Linked DNA regions of Zea mays: regions 1 and 2 are each linked to region 3. The links are chromatin contacts, called in public Hi-C maps. All regions are on one chromosome and are shown on one strand. Each heading gives the region's core, a stretch centred on a gene start, on an enhancer-like site or on the middle of the called end of the contact. The rest is flanking DNA. Distances are from core to core; before and after follow the strand shown.

What was found. A called contact is a pair of places that touch in the nucleus more often than the background predicts.
Region 1: a contact with region 3 is called in a Hi-C map of ear, with 4 times the contacts expected there. The contact joins the promoter of LOC100281751 here to the promoter of LOC100272368 in region 3. A contact is called at or near these places in 2 of 25 Hi-C or Micro-C datasets (ear and endosperm) and 1 of 3 datasets of contacts at active chromatin or transcription factors (leaf).
Region 2: a contact with region 3 is called in a Hi-C map of leaf, with 6 times the contacts expected there. The contact joins the promoter of LOC103632922 here to the promoter of LOC100272368 in region 3. A contact is called at or near these places in 2 of 25 Hi-C or Micro-C datasets (endosperm and leaf).

What each region holds. Positions count from the first base shown.
Region 1 is chr7:137,408,865-137,412,326 of Zm-B73-REFERENCE-NAM-5.0, reverse strand. It overlaps LOC100281751, which reads left to right and starts at 1,453. Exons shown (of 6, transcript NM_001154671.1): 1 at 1,453-2,093. The coding sequence starts at 1,695. It overlaps LOC100192639, which reads right to left and starts at 1,297. Exons shown (of 12, transcript NM_001137853.1): 1 at 1,118-1,297; 2 at 935-996; 3 at 515-583; 4 at 292-373. The coding sequence starts at 1,172.
Region 2 is chr7:136,783,712-136,787,380 of Zm-B73-REFERENCE-NAM-5.0, reverse strand. LOC103632922 (aspartyl protease family protein At5g10770) reads right to left here and starts at 1,870. Exons shown (of 2, transcript XM_008654634.4): 1 at 1,569-1,870; 2 at 1-718. The coding sequence starts at 1,740.
Region 3 is chr7:137,152,536-137,156,078 of Zm-B73-REFERENCE-NAM-5.0, reverse strand. It overlaps LOC100272368, which reads right to left and starts at 1,813. Exons shown (of 3, transcript NM_001310034.1): 1 at 1,603-1,813; 2 at 1,020-1,442; 3 at 1-31. The coding sequence starts at 1,728.

The sequences.
Region 1 (3,462 bases), core at 204-2,703, 260 kb before region 3:
TCCATAATAATCGGGCATCATCTATCACTCATTGCTAACTTCAGCACTGAACATGATTTCAAGAGTTTTTAGCAGAACTACTATGCGGGTGATCTCCTTTCAGATGTAGATGGTTTAGAAGTGTACATAAGCTTGCAGGGGCTTAAGGAACTGTTTATTTAATCTTCTGTGAGCACGAACATCCATAGAAGAACTATCTGAACTGAAGCTAAAGATTTGCATGAAATGGTAATTTGTACACATTAAGTGCATCATGCAAACAGAACGAGTACACAGTGAAACGATACAGACCTCCCGAGTCAGATTTGCCATTCAGTATGGTAATGGGCTTTGACAATGTCAAATCTCTGACTTCTTGCGCTAAATTCCGAATCTAATATCAAGCACGAGCATGCAAAGTTAAGTAGAAATGAATAATTTTACCGAGATGGAAAGAAGCAAGAGAAACTTCTAAGCAGATGCTGACACTGAGATAGTGAGATGTAAGATGTATTCCATATGAGGAAGAGCATACCTGAGCTTGAATAAGTGCAATGTCATAGGGACCCGAAGAAGTTCCTTGATTTACACCCTTCATAATCTCCTAGAAACACAAAAGGTACATCATTGCCTTAAATAAACATTTACTAGGAAGTTTCAGAGCATACCATCAAAATCTGTATGATATGTATCAGGAATCACTAACTAGTGAAGCATAAGTTATGGTACGCAAAACTTCCGAGTGCCAATTGGGCGTTGATGTAATTTTATCACATGGTGTTAATCACATCCACATATAGACAGAATCAACGCTTCTAGTACCCCATCGCCAAGTCATTCAAAAAATATCAGGTATCAGCTATCTGACAACGCTCAACTATCCAAACCGTATGAAAGTGCGTGTAATCAAAATGAACATATTTTTTTCGGGGTTGGGTGTGGGGGGTATACCGACCTGGAGTTCTCCCAACACATCAGATAAGCGGCCATTCCGCAGCAGGATCGAGCCCGTCATCCCTGCGAGGACACCATTTCACCACGTAAGGTGTCGAAACAACAGCCGATTGGGGAAAATAGCATCAAATCCGAGAGAGATTTGATGGGGGCGAGAGGTCGATGGCGGTGATGAGAAGAGGACCTGCACCGACGAGGATGAGGACCTTGGAGGTCGCGACCCCCGTCTGCATCGCCATGCCTCACCGCTCTCGCGCTTCACCGGCACGCCTCTGGATGATTCTAGAAGGGGCGGCGAGTAGAACGAGGAGGAGGAGGCGGTCGGATGTCGGAAGCTTCAGGAACAGGAAGGGGAAAGCTCCCGAGCAACCGAGCGAGAAGGGTGCCTGGACCCGGGACCGGGACCTGAGAATTTCGTGTGTCACAAACAAACAGGGTGAACCAGTTGTGAAATGGGACCACGTGTCAGTGAAGAGGTGAGTAGTAGTATTTGTGAGTTGTGACTCGAGAAATGCCGCTGCGGGCTGCGGCCTAGCCACAGCCACGTCAGCAATGTCGAAAGTCGAAACCAACCCCACTCCACGTCTCCCCCAGGAGAAGCGACCATTCAAAGCCGCCGGGAGCTCGGCGTCACCGCCGCGAGCTCGACACCTCGACACCTCGTGCCGCCGCAGCGCTTGCTTTCGTCCCCCTTACGCCACTCCCACTTGGCCACTTCAGCCACCATCTCCCTGAAGCTAGTGGCTAACCTCCTCACCGCCATGGGCACCCCTCTCCTCATCCCCCTTCTCGTCACCCTCCAGCTGTTCACTACCTCCTCCCCCGCGGTCGCGTCGTCACACATCTCCGCCATCATCTCGCAGTCGGGCCTCGACTTCGCCAAGGACCTGCTCGTATCCCATGCCGTTGCGACCCTCACGCCCATGAACGTGCCGGACATCGAGAGGACCATGAGCATACCCCTCGTGGGCACCGTCCGCATGGCCGCATCCGGGATTGTGCTCCACGGCCTCGCCGTCACCAACTCCACCGTCGCTGTGGGGGACGCGGGTGTTGTCGTGGCCGCCTCGTTGGCCAGCGCGAACCTCACCATGGAGTGGAACTACTCGTATGACGCCTGGATTGTGACCATATCCGACAGCGGGAATGCTTCGGTCCAGGTATAAATGAGGGGAACATATACTGTGCAGTCATATTAGTGCAACCGTGCAATTAAGCAATGATGCATCGATCCAATCAAAATCCAACTATGATTGCTATTTTAGGTGGAACATGGTTAGATGCAAAACAGTCCTGTTTGGTTGATATTCGATATTCCATCAGTTATGTTCCCCAAGGCGTGGCTTGCTGATTGGTGGCTGTTAATTGAATCATAAGATACTGCCCGTTTTTTTAATATACTGAGTAGGAGATATACGCATCTTTTATGCTATTAAGTATAGACTGATCGCGCGACACTTGAATTTTGGAATATCTATTTTCTGTCAGATGTCAGAAGTAGAATCAATTATCTTAGAAGTGGGTGCTAATTCACACCTATTACTATATTTAAAATGGGATTAATATAAACACTCTATTTTTCTCGAAAGCGCAAGAGAGCTGCGCGAAAATATATTAAGAAGAAGTAAAAGGTCCAAAAGGACCCCAAGATACAGATAAGGCCGACCTACGGCGGCCAATAACAAGCATAAATGAAACCATCCATGACAAAAACACTGCTACCAGAACAGCACTACATCTATCTAGCTAACAGGTAGACCTGGGATAGGGGCAGTAAGCAAGGACAGCTTCTTTGCACCAGCCATAACCCAAAGATCAATCTCCAAACCAACACTTCTAATAGCAACAGCAACACTAGGACTCTTATTGTCAAAAACGTAGCCATTGCGATGTTTCCAAAGGGTCCAAACACCAAGAATGACAAGAGAATTAAGACCATTTCTTGCAATCCCAGGAGTCTTGGTGATCAAGTCTTGCCACCAATCCATAAAAACCTCTTCACAGGACTGATGGGCCAAGTGTTGTAGATTTACAAGAAGAAGCAGCTTGAACCAAAATTCTCTAGCAAAAACGCAGCCCAGCAGCATATGATTTAAGGTTTCCTGATCCTGATCACATAATGGACATCTCTCCGGATGATCCATACCTCTTCTTTGCAACCTATCAGCTGTCCACACCTTCTTGTGAGCGACCAACCACATGAAAAATTTAGATTTCGGAGGAGCCCAAGTCTTCCAAATTATATGAAAAGGCTCAAACTCAATTGACCCAATAAAGAAACCCCTATAAGCTTCCTTGGAAGAATATTTTCCATTGGCAGCAAGGCGAAAGAAATGCTTGTCTTCAACATGAGGTCTTAGCTGAACCAAATCTAATAAATCCCACAAGAGGAGATACTCGTTGATAACACCCACTGAAAGGCCCCCTGAATGTCTGAAATCCAGCTGTGATTGGAAAGGGCGTCCAATACTGTTCTCCGATTAGTCCTTTGCTTAGAAATAGTTCTGAATAACCGTGGAGTCAAATCTG
Region 2 (3,669 bases), core at 621-3,120, 370 kb after region 3:
GCGCTCCCGAGGGACAGGTACCCCTCGGCGCGCCACGACGAGGGCAGGCAGTAGGAGAACCCCGCGCCGTACCTGGCGGCCGCCTGCGAGGCCAGCGACACCCTGTCGCGGCCGAGGCCGAACAGCCCGTCGGCCCTTCCGAACAGACCGGTGTCGTCGTCGCCGCACCCGAAGACGAAGCCCTGGAGCTGGTCGGACGACGGGCCCAGCGTCAGCGTGTCGCGCGCGAGGTTGCCGTCCGTCTGCGACATGTCGCCGTAGACGACCTCGTACCGGCACTTGCCCGACGAGCAGGTCCCCGAGTCGAGGCACTCCTGCGCGCCGCAGGGCACGGCGGAGTAGGTCGTCGACTGCGACGGGTCGAAGAGCGGGTCGTGCTGCTTGTAGCAGTTGTTGCACGGCTTGCACTGCACCCACGAGAGGTCGCTGCCGGTGTCGAACACCACCAACAGGTCCCTCCTGGGCGTCCCGAGGCCAACCGAGACGATGTAATTGGCCGTGCCGAGGCGGAGGCCCCTGTGCGCCGGCAGGGACACGCCCTTGGAGGCGCTGGACTGGCCGGCCGTCCACGGGCCAGCGGTCATGCGGTGGATTGAGTCGACCCTGTCCTGGTCCCTGTCTAGGATCTCCGCGTGAGACGGCTCGCCGCCCCGTGCCAGCAGCGGCGAGCATGGGCCGTGCCGGTGCACCACACTGAGGGCCGACGAGTTTGATGCCGCTGCATGATATACACCGGTTATTGCTGTAGTGTTTGAGTTTGACAAGAGAGAGAGATCACAGCAGCAACCGCGCAATACCAACCGAATCATTCTTTCAGTTAACAACGGACGACGATACAATTCTGTGTTTGCAATTCTTTTGGGAGCACTTCTTAATTTGGTCTTTTTTGGTTGGATGGTCACATCAAAAAGTTCCCTTTGTGCAACTGTCGTGTCGTGTGGTGTGGTGTGTACCGAACAGCAACAGGATTAGTTAGTGCTGCAAGTGTGCAATATAACCAACTTGCTTGTCAAAATGTTGACTTAGGCATAAAGCTAAGCTATCTGGTCCGAGTGTCTAACGATAGGATTTACACATACTTACAGTTTCTTTATCTACGTTATAGCGTGCGTACGTATATGTACTTGGTTGACCAATGTCTAGGAAATACTAGGAATCCCGTGTAGAGACTTCTTCTCCTATTCGGAAGTACATTTATACCTAGCGTGTCCACTTGGATCGAAGAGAAGACGACAAAAAAAAAAGGTACCAAACTCAAGATACTGCCTGGTACAACCGTTGGGAACTCCGGCCAGAACCCAAAAATACACCTTCCACTCTTCTGTTTATATTATATAGTTTGTGTATCTCCATGGTGATCAAAGAATACAGTATAGTTGTCTAGACATATCAGCCGTATCCTGCAATCCACGCATCGTCGCACTGCTAACCTAACCGTGCATCCTTTGGGTTCAAGGGTGATAATGGCAATGCCGACCATAGCACGGTAGCAGTTTCCATAGCACCGAAACCCAAAAAGATCAGCAGTGCAAGGAGGAGAAATAGCAACAGACAGACGAGAAGCCTACCTCTCGCAGGCGTGCAGTCCGCGCTCGGCAGCATGGCGGTGACGCTGACGACGTGCCAGCTCGGCCCGCTGGTGGTCTCGTCCTCCGCCGCCACTGACGCGACAACTGCTAGCGCGAGCACAGCCGCGAGGCAGCAGCCACGGGACAGAGCGCGCCGCGTCACGGACGCCATGGGGGACTGGACTGGGGCTCTCTATTAGCCACCTGCTATCGCTCGCTAATCACTCCGGTCGACTCCGAGATAGACGACGGGACGCTGCTTATATATATAATACTAGCGCTTGACTGCTTGTTGCCCAGCCGCGCGACCTCAAGTGTGTTTCGTGCCGCACCGCATCAAAGTCTACGGCCGTGCGCAAAAATTAGGCCGTGCGCCACACGCACACGCGCGCAAGGACGGGCCCACCCAACCCAACGGCCGCGCGACCTCACCCAGGCAGTCACCGAGCGACGTACGGAGGCGACGGACCAGACGAAAACATGGCAGGGCGGCGGAAGCGGAACCAGTGCCGGGCGGGGTCGTCGTCCGCACTCCGCGCGCACGCGACGCGCCTCTACGGAAGTGAAGGAGTCTGAAAGCGGGCCGGCAGGCGTCGCGGGCGCGCGCGTCAACTATGCACGACGCGTTTTTACCCCGCACGACGCACCTGAAGACGGCGCGTCGTCCCCGGCCCGGCCCGGCCTGATCACTCACTCTTCCTCCCTCCTCGATTCGCTTAGACCGACCGGGACGCGTTCGGTGTAGGGGGGAGAGAAAATGACAGCACTCCGCCTTGGAGCCGTCGAGATCCTATGTATCCCCGTCGACAGCGACGACCGCGGCGGCCGGTGGCGAATGGGTCCGAGTGAGTGCTCGTGCTGCCCACGGATGATGAGGACGTACAGTAGCTTTCATGTCGTCCACGGTCCACCACCTAGTCGGAAAAGGCGTCGTCGAGGCCGGATGCCTCTACCCGCGCCGAGGTGCGCGGTGAGCCACGGCGCATCGCATGAGATGGTGACCGTAATCATGGCGCCGTGACTTCCTTCGACGCGTCGCTGCCACGATCGTGCCGTGCGTGGGTCATCAGTGCAGCGGTTACGTACGTACGCTGATCCAAGCCGGGGTACAGTACAGAGAAGCACTAGTAGGGACTGCCAGAGCCGCGCGAACTAGGGTAGGGAGGGAGTCGCATTCCTTTCATCCTTTGGGAACAGGACGCTGAATCGGACACGCGAGCGCACCAGTGCTCCTCAGCTGCATGACAAGCAGCAGGTAGGGACTCCGTGACCTATGTGACAGCCGTGCGTACCGGTACCGGGATGAAACACGAATGTAACAATAGGATTATGGTCAGCGGCGGCGCGGGGGTGTTTAGAACTCGAAAGCTTTGTTCGACGCGACGCGTACCTTCAGACATGGATGCGCTGATATGCGTGCACGAGCACGACAGCGCGAGGAAAAAGGCAGCGCCTGCTCGTGGTTGCCGTGGCATGAGCTAGCTGGCCCAATCAGGCTTGCGGTTGCCCAAAACAAATCGAGCTAGAAAAGCAGCTCTACCTCTACGTCGTCTTGTACCTAACCGGCAAAAGCGCGCCTACTACGCGACTAGCACTGGATGGACGGCCAGTGTTTTCTCACGTTTTTCTTTTCTTTCAAACACAGTAAGCTCGAGAAGATTAGATTCGTTCGCGGAGCCGGACCCGACTTTCTGAGAGGAAACAAACGAAGACGTCTGAATGTTCTAGAGTTCTATACCTTTTTTTTAGAAGATTAGAGTTCTAGTGCTCCATTCCGCTTGCGTCGTTGCCTTATCGGGTTGTGAATTGTGATCGACGGACGGAGGGGCGTGAACCTGTGATGAACTGCGTGCAAGCGAGAGAAGAAATAAGATCTCGTAATTCCCAAATGTAGACCAACATTTATTGAGGCATACAAGCGCGCTCCGTGTTGATTTTTTTATATATTGTAGCCCTAACAAAAAAAATACTTTTAGACATTTTATTTAAGAGAATAAAAAGTCCGGTTTAACCATGTACATCAGCTCACAGAGATTATAAGGTTTATCTTCGTATATCACAATATCAAGATCCCTCTACCGATTTATCATCGTAGAAGTGA
Region 3 (3,543 bases), core at 564-3,063:
CCTTGAGGCGACGCTCCTCAAGGTATTCTAACTGCAAGAGAGAAGTTGAAAGGTGAGTACAAGAAACACCAACAGCTTTCACAGAAAAGCAAATAACTACACAGAAAATGAACACAGTCCTGAAAAATCAATGAGGTGATTGATGACAACAGAAAACATCAAATAGTTTGTACTGTTACCTTAAGAGCCCTAGAAATAATTAACCAATTTATTTTCTTTACAGGACACTCCAATGAACATTCAGTATATATAATATAATGGATACAGCAAAGCAAGCATAAAAATAAATATACATCCCTGCTTTACTCAATTGCACGTTCATTTTAAAACAAAAAAAAATACCAAGTGGCCAACTAGTAATAACACAGTTGTTGAACAAACTTGGATGCTGTGTTAGGTATGCACATGTGCTAATTCGCAGGGACATCTCCATGATAAGAAAGTTGGCTTCTAATTAATATCACAATTTGCAGAAGATCATGTTGAACTGTTTCCCCTAATCAGTAATTCAGTACAAGTACCCAAAAATGATTTCATCCCCAATGTGCATATGATGTATCAAATGTAGACAAGCCATGTAATAAGCCATAAGAAACAATACCCGATGTAAGTGCTCTACCCATGGATGGATTATTTCAGATCAGCTAACTAATGAGATAGTGATGACATTTTTCAATTTTAGCAAATTTTGGGTCAACGTGATGAACCAAAGCAAGTGGTGCTCGCATCCATAAGTCAACTTCACCAAAAGCCTATATTTTTCATAAATTTTACCATCTTAGGACTAGTAGATAACATCAGGCACAACAGTAATCTATATAGTCTATCTAGTATGAAAACAGAAGCATTCCCAGTAACCAGAAGTCCTGAAGTACTATCAGTACCAGTTGTACAGGATAGTTAAAAGATAGCTAGATGAAACACAGGCATACTTGGGTTATGCAATTAGAACAGATTACATCAAGCAATGCAACAGATACCATAATAACGAGCTTTGATTGATCCAGCTTCCTGCATACCTGATCTTCCTTGAGGAAAAGTGTAATCTTAGTACCCCTGCCAAGCTGCTCCCCAGACGTGTCACGAGTAACAGTGAACGACCCGCCCGCCTGGGATTCCCACACGTACTGCTCGTCATCGTTATGCTTGGTGGTCACGACGACCCTCTCGGCGACGAGGTAGGCAGAGTAGAAACCGACACCGAACTGCCCAATCATAGACACATCAGCGCCAGCAGCAAGGGCTTCCATGAACTCCTTGGTCCCGGACCTGGCGATGGTACCGAGGTTGTTGACAAGGTCGGACTTGGTCATGCCGATGCCGCTGTCGATGATGGAGAGCGTGTTCGAAGCCTTGTCTGGTACAATGTGGATGAACAGCTCCGGCTGCGCATCGAGCTTGCTCTTGTCAGTGAGGCTCTCGAACCTGATTTTGTCCAACGCCTGCAGAAGTCGCACAAAAAACAGCACCAAGTAGGAGCGCAAAATCAAGCGTCAGAAACAGTATTAACCGCAGTGTGTAATCACACCATAGCACAAGTTACCGCCCAAACACTAACACACTAAGATGCACCCAGACTTCGACTTAACGGGGCGGACTTACATCGGAAGAGTTGGAAATGAGCTCCCGGAGGAAGATCTCCTTGTTGGAATAGAAGGTGTTGATGATGAGTGAGAGCAGCTGGTTGATCTCAGCCTGAAAGGCGAAGGTCTCCGTCTCTGTCGCCATGGCGCCCTGACTCTTGAGCTCTGAAGCTTGCAGCAGTCGGCTAGGGATGGAGGCGTTGTCGGATCGCGGCTAGGGTTGGAGCCTTGGAGGTTTTCCGAATCGAGAGGGGCAGCGAGGATTGAGGTAGTGGGGTATTTATTTGGCGCCGCGCTTCTAGAAAGTTCGACATAGACCCAGACTCGTTCGCTGGTGCTGGAGTGCCATTTGCGCTTCCGGGAGGTTCGGCATGGGCGGATGGGCCTCGCTGCTGGAGGAGTGGAGGGTATCATTTGCGCTTCCGGAAGGTTCGACATGGGCCTAGAAGCCGGCGAGATCGCGAGACTAGAGAATCAAAGGGGCTATAGGTGATTGCCCGTGCGTTATAACGGGAACATATAATAATATGATAACTTATATATAAAATGTATCTTATATTGTTATAAAAAATGTTTCATAATTCATTTGTAATCCTAGTCATATACAAATTTTATTATTTTAATTTAACTGTTTCACTGCTACATTGCAACTATCAGTATCATACAGACTTCGATATATGTCACGATTTGCATGGTCTCATCATTGAAAAGCACGTGCCACACCTGCCCGTACAAATTCCCTCGTAAATTGTCAGTCATCAGGTACGCACCACCATACACGCTTGCTTAAACAAAAAAACAAGTGTATGTGTTCGCGAAGAGAATTAAAGGCAGGCCGGCACAAAAGCTACCCCGACGATGGCGAGTGGTCATTGTTATCGGTCCTCCTCTGTGTCACCTCTGGCGCCAAGATGACGCCACAGTCCTTGATATAATAGTCGTCGAACGCGCACGACATGGCAAGTAACGATGACTCTTGGCTGGGCTGCCAAACGAAGTGCACCCCGGACTCATCAGCGAGGTAGTACATCTAGCCGTTGCACTACCGGATGTGCTACTCCTCTACATACATCTTATTCGAGGATACTCACACAACGTCAGCAACGACCGTCGTCCCAACACACAAGAATTCATGGCCGATCAGTAGCGACTTACGTGGCATATTGAGCTTCAGGTGAATGATGAGCTGGATGGCGTGACGGCTACGTCATCGGATGCAGTGCCCAGAACAACTCGAGAGTCGCCGACGTTGGTGACGACCATGAGGCCCCCTGTTTGAAGATGGACAGCGTGGTGCAGCCGCTCTGGACCGCGTCCAAGCGGCGTCTGCGCCGGAGCTTGCCGAACACAGCGGCGCATGCAGCCACGTATGACTGTTTCCAAAGGTCGAACTGGCAGTCGCCAAACTTCTTCTCGTCATTGATGAGCGACGCCAACGCTAGCGCCTCCTGCTAGTGGTGTTTGTTCGGGATTTCCAAGTAAAAAACATGGATTCATCTTTGGCGTTGGTTTATGAAAATGACTCACAAGTCTGATCTATGGAAAAAAATATTACGGAGAATAAATGTCACACATATAAAAAAGGAATTTAAGTTGAAAACGTTATTCAAACAAAAGAAATTGCATGCAAGACTCTTATTTAAATACTACTCCCTCTATCCAAAAATATAATTCAGGAATCTCGTTGATAATTATCTACTACTACACATTGTGCAAGGGTAGCAGGTGCGCTTTGGGAGAGATGTAGTAGATATTTTTACTATAATAGATATTGACATAAACACACATGTAGTGTATTGGTAGCTACAAACATATTTGCTTGAAGGGTCACGGGTTCGAATCACATTGGGGTCACATTTTTGTTTTTAATTTAATATTAGCTAGGCGTGAGATGCACGTGGGAATGGGAATGAGCTTCGTGGGATGCACGTGGGAATGGGAATGAACTGGGAATGGCAGC